Regions from separate parts of the Sus scrofa genome. Here region 1 is linked to region 2. The links are chromatin contacts, called in public targeted proximity ligation maps. All regions are on one chromosome and are shown on one strand. The core of a region is the stretch at or near the end of the contact, and the rest is flanking DNA. Distances in the headings are between cores, read along the strand shown.

Region 1 (4,766 bases), core at 1,247-3,746, 1.7 Mb before region 2:
AAAATTGCTTTAAAATTTGTGTTCCTGCTGATTCCTCATGTGCACGTGCACTGTCTCAGGTGCTGGGGCTTTCTCTCCACTCAGGGGTGTTGGTCCACGACCTTGTGAAATGAAGACTTCCATCCAGATCAGCAAGGAAACTTGACATGAAAAAGCAAGCTGAGGGAGTATCATACTTTCTCCCTTTTTAAAAAGTTTTATTTTTCAAAGATCTTTACGCTCCCTAAAGGAGTATACAGTTGGCACTCAGTATCCAAGGGAGGTTGGTTCTAGATTCACTCAGATACCAAAATCCGGCTATGTTCAAGTCCTACAGTTGGCCCTGCATATCCAAGGTTTCCACCTCCAGGACTCAACCAATCACAGATTGTAAACGAAATAACATAGGTACTGAAAACTATCCCAGGGTAAGTGAACCCAGTGCAGTTCAAACCTGTATTGTTCGAGGATCAACTGTATGTAATCACATATACCCAGAGGAGTCTTTTCATGGGGTGCCAGTGACTCCCTGGAAGGTCAGGGAGAAGGGGGCTGGAGGGATGAAGGTGGGACCCCTGCCCAGCAAATCTCCCTGAAGTTGTTCCAATCCACTGTTGAGGTCTTGGAGTGATCTCTTCTCCACAGACACCATCTCCCTAGTTATTTACTCAGGGCATTCTGATGTTTGCAATGGGTCCTTCTGCAAAAAACCTGTTTCCCTTCTGGTGTCCTTTAAAGGAAGATGTGGATCAGTCCCCACTTCTTAGCATTAATGTCAGTTCCATCTTTCCTCGTCCGCTAAATCCCAAGACTCCTTGCCCTGGCACACAGCCCCACTGTTTCTCAACAGCATCACTGTCCCTGGAACCTCTCATTGCTCATTTGAGGCCCTTGGTGATAGTGGGCGCTGTGCTGCTGTCAAACTCGGGGGTCTGCTGCTAAGTGTATTTTAATTTCCCTTCATCTAAATTCCTCATAGAGCAGCTTTTGAAACATGAGATTGTCTTATTAAGAGGTACTTATTGTAAAGTAGAGCGAGCTGCACCTTTGATGAAGACAGAAGAGGCCAAGTTTGATGGGTTGGACAGCATTAGACAAAGAGAGTAATTAATGACTTAATTGCCTCTTCACCCTTTCCTTTTTAAGAAAAGAAAGTTTTTCTTCTTTTCTTTCAAAACTCACCAGGCTGAAAATTGGAATTCCCAATGCATTTTACAGCTTAGCACGAAAAGGAAAAAAGAAAGATAAACCGGAACCCAGTTTTTCTCTTACATTTTCCTGTAACATCGTCCTCACTTTCTAGAATCACTGTCTCTTGATTTTACCTGCAGCGGTCTTGGAGGTTGCAGTGATCTGTTTCTGGAGAGTTCAGTACCTTGTATGGATTTCCTTGTGTTAGTTTAAACGTTGATAAGATACATGGCAAATTAATGAAACAAAAATAGCTTTGTCAATAACCAGAAGAGAAGCCACTTTCAACATTTGTTCAGTGCCCATTGCTTTTGAGGGCCTAACAAAATTAGTGGGTAGGATTAAAGAATATATTCGTCTTTTATCCCATGTTTGAGTACTTGATCACAGAGGCATGGTTTAATCCAAACATCAATAGCACCTCGTCAATTCCGTCAGAGACAGCTGTCAAAGTGGACTTTGGGTTTGTGAAAGCTTTGTGTTTTATCCTTTTTTAAGGTCATGGAGTATTTTCTTTGATTCTTGATGCTGAAATCTTTCTTAATCTTCTAAACTTGTGAAACATCTGTTAAGATTTAATAGGATGGCTTTTGTCTTAAAATTAGAGTCCATCTTGCAAATCTTTCTACCTCCTTTTCTTCCCCACCCCCACTTTGGGAAATGGGGAGCTGGGACAGGGGAAGTGAAGCACACGTCCCTTGTTGGACAGGAGCTCTGGGCACCATGCAGAGAGTGTTAGAATGATGATCAGGCAGGGCGCGACACTTCTGCCTGCTGAATACTGTGAACCCGGTATTCAATTTTATTTTATTTCCTAGTGACATTAGCAATTTTCCTGTAGCACATCACTTAGCCTGGGATCTGAGTGGCAGATTTATGGATCCTAGTGAATAATGAGACAAAAATGATATAAGGAAGGGAAACAGCTGGAAATGGGAATTTTAACCTTTTCCAAGTAAGCCTCCTTGTTACTGGATTGCATCGTGTCAACAAAATGTAGTAGTTAAAATAGCTGGAGGTACAGTAACGGCATCTAAAAATATATCCCTCCAAATACGCACAGACAGCTGTCATGCCTGTTGACAGAATAGATTTGTCATTATCCTCATCAGGAGACACAAAATCATTGCAGTTTTCATAATGGAAGTGTTTCATGCTACATAATTGCTACTGATTTTGAAGGTCCTCCTATAAAGTCACCACCATTGTAATCACAGTGTTTTCATGTACTCACTTTTTATATTCTTAACCTGGATGTTAACACCTCAGCCAGAGCGCTTCACGGGGAGGCATTAAAAGCCTTCTATTTATTGCTTCAGACACATTCCCAACTACCTTTGGCAAGGAAACATGGATTGGAAACTTCTGTTCTGAACAAAGGAGGGCGTCCAAGACCTTTTCCACCACAGGTGCCAATATCCGAACCTTCTCTAAATGTATGAGAAAAACATGTCTAACTCCTGAGAATTGAATTTCTACCATTGTCCAAAGGTTTGCTGCTCCTTCTCCAAGGCAGGAAGGAATCCCCAGTGCAGAGCATGTGGGAGGTGGTGGCCAGAGTAGGGGTTTTGGACTCCTGATGCTGTGTTTGGGAGTCTTGGGACTTTGGCGAGCTTATTTAACTGTTCTGAGCCCGAGGTTCTTTGTAGAAAGTGGGGTTGATCATACCACCTTACAGCTTTGTTCACACATCCCATGAAAGCACCTAGAATGTGCCTGCTGTATAATAGAAGATTGAAGAATAATGGCTCCTTTGTCTTCCTTCCATATTACCCCACACTGAATTCTGGCCCCCCTCCTCTCCCCGCTTCAGCACATGTATGCATTCGTCTTCCTTTTGCCATTTGAAGACTTTCATGGAAAACATAACAGATTTACTTATGAAATGAGAGTAGAAAAGAAGCCTCAGCTCTTTTCCCTCTATTTTTCTCTCCTCTGTTTTTCTCCAGTCTGGGAAGGGGAGAATTCTCATTGTTATAAATAAGAGCAAAATATTAAGGTCTCTCACTTACTATATCAGGCATGGTATGAAATACTTATTTATTTATTTATTTTTGTCTTTTTTTGCCATTTCCTGGGCCGCCCCTGCGGCATATGGAGGTTCCCAGGCTAGGGGTCGAATCGGAGCCATAGCCACCGGCCTACGCCAGAGCCACAGCAACTCGGAATCCGAGCCGCGTCTGCAGCCTACACCACAGCTCACGGCAACACGGATCGTTAACCCACTGAGCAAGGGCAGGGCCGAACCCGCAACCTCATGGTTCCTAGTCAGATTCGTTAACTACTGCGCCACGACGGGAACTCCTGAAATACTTATCACATTGAATCCTCACAATGACCCTATCAAGTAGAGTTTTTTTTTTTTTTTCTTTTAAAAAATTTTATTGGAGTATAGTTGACTTTCTTTAGGTGCAATCCTTATCCACATTTTCCAGAGGAGGAAACTGAGGCCCAGAGGGGCTGTGTCACTTGCCTAGGATCACACAGCCAAGATTGTCTAGCGTAGCAGGCACCCCATGCTAACAGAGCAGTAAGGCCCAGAGTTCAGCAGGGTCTGGAGGCCCATTAGCTGCATCCTTGCAGCATTTTTTTTTTTTTTTTTTTTTTGATTGTTAGGCACTGTGTCCCAGAGCCTGGTCCCCAAGTCCACTCAGCTTTGAGGAAGGACTCCCGTGTGGCTGGTATGGAGTGAGGTCCACCCTCTGGGAGGGTGTGTTGCTGTTCACAGTATGAAAAAGTCCTGCCAACAGTTGTTTTTTCTCCTCTGCCTCTTTCTCCCACTTTTGACAAGGTTTTCAATTAGCAGCTTATAGAGGCCCAGCCTGGGGTCCTCATTTCATGCAGTATGCATACTTTAATTCCCCCCCAGAGGATTGAAAGGTGGTGGGAGAGGAAGGAGGGGCGACATAAAGGCCCCTTGGCTGAAGGCCCCTTTTATGTGAGTACAGGCTGAAAGCGAAGCCTTGTTGAAACTTTTGTGGGCCAGGGATCATTTGGGAAGTGACTCTCAGAGGTGAAGTGGACACTCCTGTTGCAGGATGAGAGGCTACTGGGCTGATGGCGGGCCTCTCTGCTTCAGTTCTGGTTCCTGGAAGAACATGTACAGTCACTGCGGAGGCCTCTTGCACTTAAGAAGAAGAAATTTCCTCCTCTTTGGGTGGTGAAGAATCCCGCAGAGCCCTGGGCCTTCTGCTCACGGGGAGGCTAGGCTGTTTATTCAGGGCCTGGGATGCTCTGAACTAGTGCTGTCCTCTCTCCTGGGCCGGAAGGATGCTTTGTTTGCACGGAGACTGTGCTGACTGCTTTCTCTTTATCAGCAGGCTGGATTTGTACTTCACCTGGAAGACATGTTAGCTTCTCTTCAGTCTGCAAAAGCAGGATAGTTTTTTTGAGGAAGTAAAAAATCAAGACCCACATGATTTCAAACCCAAGTGCTATGAGTCTGCCACCTCCCTCCAACACAGAGCTCATGAGCTACATGAAATAAGGGCCCCTTGAATTGCATGACAAGAGTATTGCTGTATTATAGGCTGAAATGAACTTTTTTTTGAAATTAGGTGGGCCGGGATTACCTGAAAAAGATGACAGACCAAATC
Region 2 (4,909 bases), core at 1,932-4,431:
TACTTGGTTAATTAGAAAATCTGGTAACAATTGGTGATTCAATTTTATAAAATATTCATTATTCCAAATAACCAGAGAATTGCCAGATCTCCATCCCACTTTTTGCTTGACGTAGGTTTACCAGAGAATTTAAAGCCTAAGCGTGTGTGTGTGTGTGTGTGTGTGTGTGTGTACAAGGCCAAGCCACCAGAGAGATTTGCCCAAGGTCACATAATAGTTCCCTGCCATTTCCTTTATTGTCTGCCCTCAAGTTCTCTTTTTGTCGTAGGCAAAAGAAGGGAAATGACGCTGGCTTCCAAATTTCATTATAAAAGCGTCCATGAAAGCAAAACGCATTGCGTATTATAATTGCAACCAGAACCAGTGAGGGCAGTGGTTTTCAACCTTGTGAGAATTGTGGGGCTGTAACTGACTTCAATGAACCCCGTCCTCCATCCAGTCTATGAATTATGAGGCATTTTTGAAAAATAGTTCCACTGCCCAAAACACAGACGTATTTCCTATTTTGTTTTTTCAGTTAACAAAATGTACATAATCTGCTTAAGCAAAAAAAAAAAAAAAAAAAAAAAAAAAATTACGGTAATAGTCCTAGAATTACAATAGCAGTGTTCTGTTTTCCCTAAAGTCCAAGTTTCAGTTTGCATACACAGAACTGTTTGGAAAAACAAAAACACAACTGTTAATGAAAACCTGTTTTTTTTTTCTCCTGAACAACAAGCTGCTGAATTCAACTGCTATTTTTGTATGTGGTTGTCGTTGTTGTTGTTTCAAACCTGCTTGTTGATGTAAACACAGCTTCCATCCCTCCTTGATAGGTGCAAAGGAGTTTGGTGAACTTCAGCTATGACAAGGATGACAGCTAACATTTCCTGAATGCTCGCGCTGTGCCAAGCCCTGTGCCTAGCCCTTTACAACTGTTAATTTATGGAATCCTGGCTGGAAAGGCAGAAATTATGATCTCCTTTTTACAAGTAAAAAAATCAGGCTTAGAAAGGTCAAAATCATGGCCAAGTTCACCCTGGCTGGACAGTGGAGGAAGCCGTGCATCTGGAGCCCATAGCCCTTCTTCCCAGCTGCATCGCTACCCAGGCAAAACACTTACCGACTCTGATTCCCACTGAGAAGCTGAGGCTCTGAATAGTCTCCCCACCAGCCACTGGTTTAACAAAGGATATTTAGAAAATGCTATTAAAAATATGGAGTTCTCCATTAAAATTCTCAAATTAAATTCAGAATCTATTTTGCCACATCCACAAAACCTGTAAAAAGCACCCAGTTACTGAGGAGTTATTACCCAGGTCTTTGAACTTTAATTACTCCCAGGACTCTGAGCCACATGGACACAGCAAATTGTGCAATAGCAAGCCAAGTCGAGGTTCAGCAGAAGGAGAAGACATTGTGGTTTTCTCCCCTCTTCCTCATTATCTCCTTTTCCTAGATTTTGCCTTATCAAACTGGGGCATAGATCTGTTTCATGTGCAAAGAACAGAAAGCAGGAGGGGTGGGGAGGACATTTTTCCAAGGATCTTGTCTCCAACCCTGCAGGTTGACACTGGTGATCCCAGCACAGACAGCTAGGACCCAATTCTAAGAAGAGGAATTCTCAACCCCTTCCTTGGCAAAGACGTGATAGGCATGTGGGATACCATTCAGCCTTTAACTTTTCTGTAATGAACTCAGGAGCCAGGCTCTGGGCCTCTGGGATGGGCAGGCTCCCTCTCTCAACTCTATGGACTTTTGAAGCACCGGCAGTCTTGTTGGGAGACCTTCTGGAGCAGCAAATTAAGGGAGTTCTTCCAGTTAGACTAATTAACGGCCCACAGGGGACATTGGTTGCTTTGCTTAAAAAAAAAAAAAAAAAAAAAAAAATCCTTTTATGTATGCAGAATTGGAACTTTTTACTAAAAATTTCTGTGGACTGTTCCAAGATGTTTCACAGACTTGCCATACCTAAGAGACTCTTCATTTCAAAGATGGAACTAAATATATTGTCTGTATTCAACTAGCTCATATTTTTGCACAGTGCAAAGCGATGGAATCAGCATTCCTCCTAAGAAGAGGCCTACCAACCGGAATTCTTTAATTACTTTGATGTTTGGATCCAAGTGAAGGAATAGTTGAAGGGCATATTTCAAAATACTCCAGATAGGTGCAAGAGTTTTCATCAAAGTTGAAGTATTTGATATGATTGTGAAAGAATTCCTTTAAATTATGTTTTCTGTTAGGTGCTCGAATTATCCACCTACAACCAGATTGAAAACACACACACACACTCACTATGAAAAACTCTGTTATTATTTAATGAAGATAACTAATCTTTTTAGAGTTTTTCCAATATGCATGCAGGCTACCAAAATATATTTATAAGGACGCGTAAAAATATATTTTGGAAATCTGCCTGCGTATCCATATGTATTTATATAGACATGTCTTCAGCTCAAGTAGCAACAGTGACCTCTAGTGTGTCTTTTTGTCTTTCTCACTCTCTCAACTTCAATTCATTGTTTCTGTAACCTCCAGGGCATTATTTAAGCAAAATTTTCCAGTTTGTATTTGTATTTGGTCTAATTTCTGTATTGACTCTATATGCTGACAAGTGATTCTTAAGAGACTTGCTTTGATCCTGGTAATGTATGATAAAGTAATTGTGCCTTCATTAATGTCTGTAATTATAGTACATAAAGCTGTCATCTACATGAATAATCACCCACCCCTCCCCGAGTTCCACCCCCCCACCCAAAAGGGCCAGTTTTATTTACAAGAAGAATTTAACTTTGGCTGAAGAACTCTTTGAGCTCTGAGCCACAAGCGTCCACACGAAGTCATGTATCATTTGCAAGAGCGCTCCTTTCTCTTTAATGAGAACCCCTAGTTCTTTTTATTAAAATGAATTTGAGGGAAAATCAAATATCTCTGATGGGCCAAACACACTTTTGGCAAGTGAGTGTTTGGGGTTTTGCCCTAGATGTGTGCTGATGTCAGGACAGAGCCCACAAGAATGAAGGGCCGCAGCTCTGGCAGCTTGTGTCAGCACTTCTCGTCCAAGTTCCTCTTTTCAGGAGTTTATAACATTGCAATAAAATTTATTATGGGCTGTGACTTGGCATACGGGAGCCCGGCTGACACTGCAAAGTAGTAGGGAGGATTTTTTTTTTTCTCCCCCAAGCCAGTGTTTGAATCTGTTGTGCCCTGTCTCCCTTTCGAGGGAGTTCAAAATAAAAGTCCCATGGACCTGGCTGCCTTCAGTCCAGACGTCAGAGGCAGCTGAAACGTGCCTGCTCTATCTGCTCTCTGGTAACCTCCTGCAGGATGGTTTGGAAAGGGGAAAAAAAATGCCATAAAGGAGTAAATGTTTCCTGTAAATGAAGGAGGCTCTTAAAGTTGCAATTGTTGGAAAAGACCCTCTAGGGTTAGAGAGGGAGACATGAAAAGGTATTCAAGATTGTTTTCTATCATTGGGTGATCTTCCGTGCCCCCCAACAGCTGGGCTTGTTGGCAAACAAGAAGCTGCATGTGGAAAACACGCTCCCATCTGTGTAAACTAAGCAAGGCATCAAAATAAGCATCATCCCCAGGTTAAAAGCAAAACAGAACATGCGGAGCACAGAACCCTGGAGAATCAGGCAGGAGGATGTGAGTGCATGTAAGTGAATCTGTTCTTTAATGTCGCATATATAAGTCATATATACTCTATGTTTATATTTCATATCTACCTTCTCATGCGCGCCTCCCTTGCTGTGGTCTTTCTGTTACTGCCACAAGCGTCTGTGTCTCAATGACAGTTCTGAGATGGCACCTCTCCAAAGAAAGAACAAACAACTGAATCAGAGAATTGATGAATCCCGGGGGAGGAAATTAATTAGAGCTGGATATAGCTCAATAAAGAATATCCACGTTGGAAGGAAGCATAGAGCTTTGCTTGACCAACCTCCCTTGTTCACAAGTGACTAAGGCCTAAACTGTCAGCTTACCCAACGTCAGAGCTAAATCCAGTCAGAACACACGGTGTATCCTTCCAGATTGCTTACGGCTGGCATTTGTTCTAACTGGACAAGAACCAGGCTATCCTGGCTAATGGTTCTTGGGTATTTTGGCATGTTATTCCTGCCTGTGGTCACTTAGTGACTTTGTGGCAAACAGCTAAGTCCTCAGTTTCTCTGCCAGTTATGAGAAATTGTTTACTCTAAAATTTATCGGTTGATGTGTATACCGTCGAAGCTTTCTCCTCCAGCCCCCTATTTAACCACTTTGCACTTAGATCCACCCGATGAGCCATTGCTCTCTACTCATTGCATAAAACCCGCTTCAGGAGAATGCTAATGGCTCCTCACCATGGAACTGAATGCTTATGGAGAACCAGTTGCTTCTGTAATTTGTTTCCAAACCTGCTTATGTGATTGTACTTTTGTAATACAATGATGCCATTTAACGTAATATTACATAATCAAACAAAATATGAATGTAGAAATGGTTATAGCTATGAAAAATTAAGTGCTTTGGAAAGATGATACAGGAGATTTTGTTTTTAATTTCGGTCACTTTAATAGACTGTGCAAGACAATGCTGAAAGTCTAGAAAAAGCTGTAAAAAATGTGGACAGCTTTTTGGCAGTCACATTGTTTTGCAAGTATCATGGAGTTTTCTCAGAGAAATCCCAAACCGGAAATTGCAGAAATGCATTCTGGATGTGGGTTATACGAGAAAGATGCTGTGGGAACTCCAAAGAGGGTCTAGACAGAAGCAAGCGGCCTCATTCCTACATCAGCAGAAGAGATGTGGCTGTGCATTCAAATAAATGGTTAAGTGTCACATCACTTCAAATCTTTCTCACCTTGAACTAACTTTGGATTAACTGATTCACAAGTGGTCTTATCAGTGGATTTAAGAGGGCTCTTCCACTGCTCTTAAA

The links.
Region 1: a contact with region 2 is called in a targeted proximity ligation map of skeletal muscle, with 16 times the contacts expected there. A contact is called at or near these places in 1 of 47 Hi-C or Micro-C datasets (embryonic fibroblasts) and 1 of 2 datasets of targeted methods (skeletal muscle).

Annotation. Positions count from the first base shown.
Region 1 is chr3:76,338,386-76,343,151 of Sscrofa11.1, reverse strand. No RefSeq gene overlaps it. Among named protein-coding and RNA genes, the nearest start is that of SPRED2, 190 kb to the left of the region's middle.
Region 2 is chr3:74,658,208-74,663,116 of Sscrofa11.1, reverse strand. No RefSeq gene overlaps it. Among named protein-coding and RNA genes, the nearest start is that of ETAA1, 76 kb to the left of the region's middle.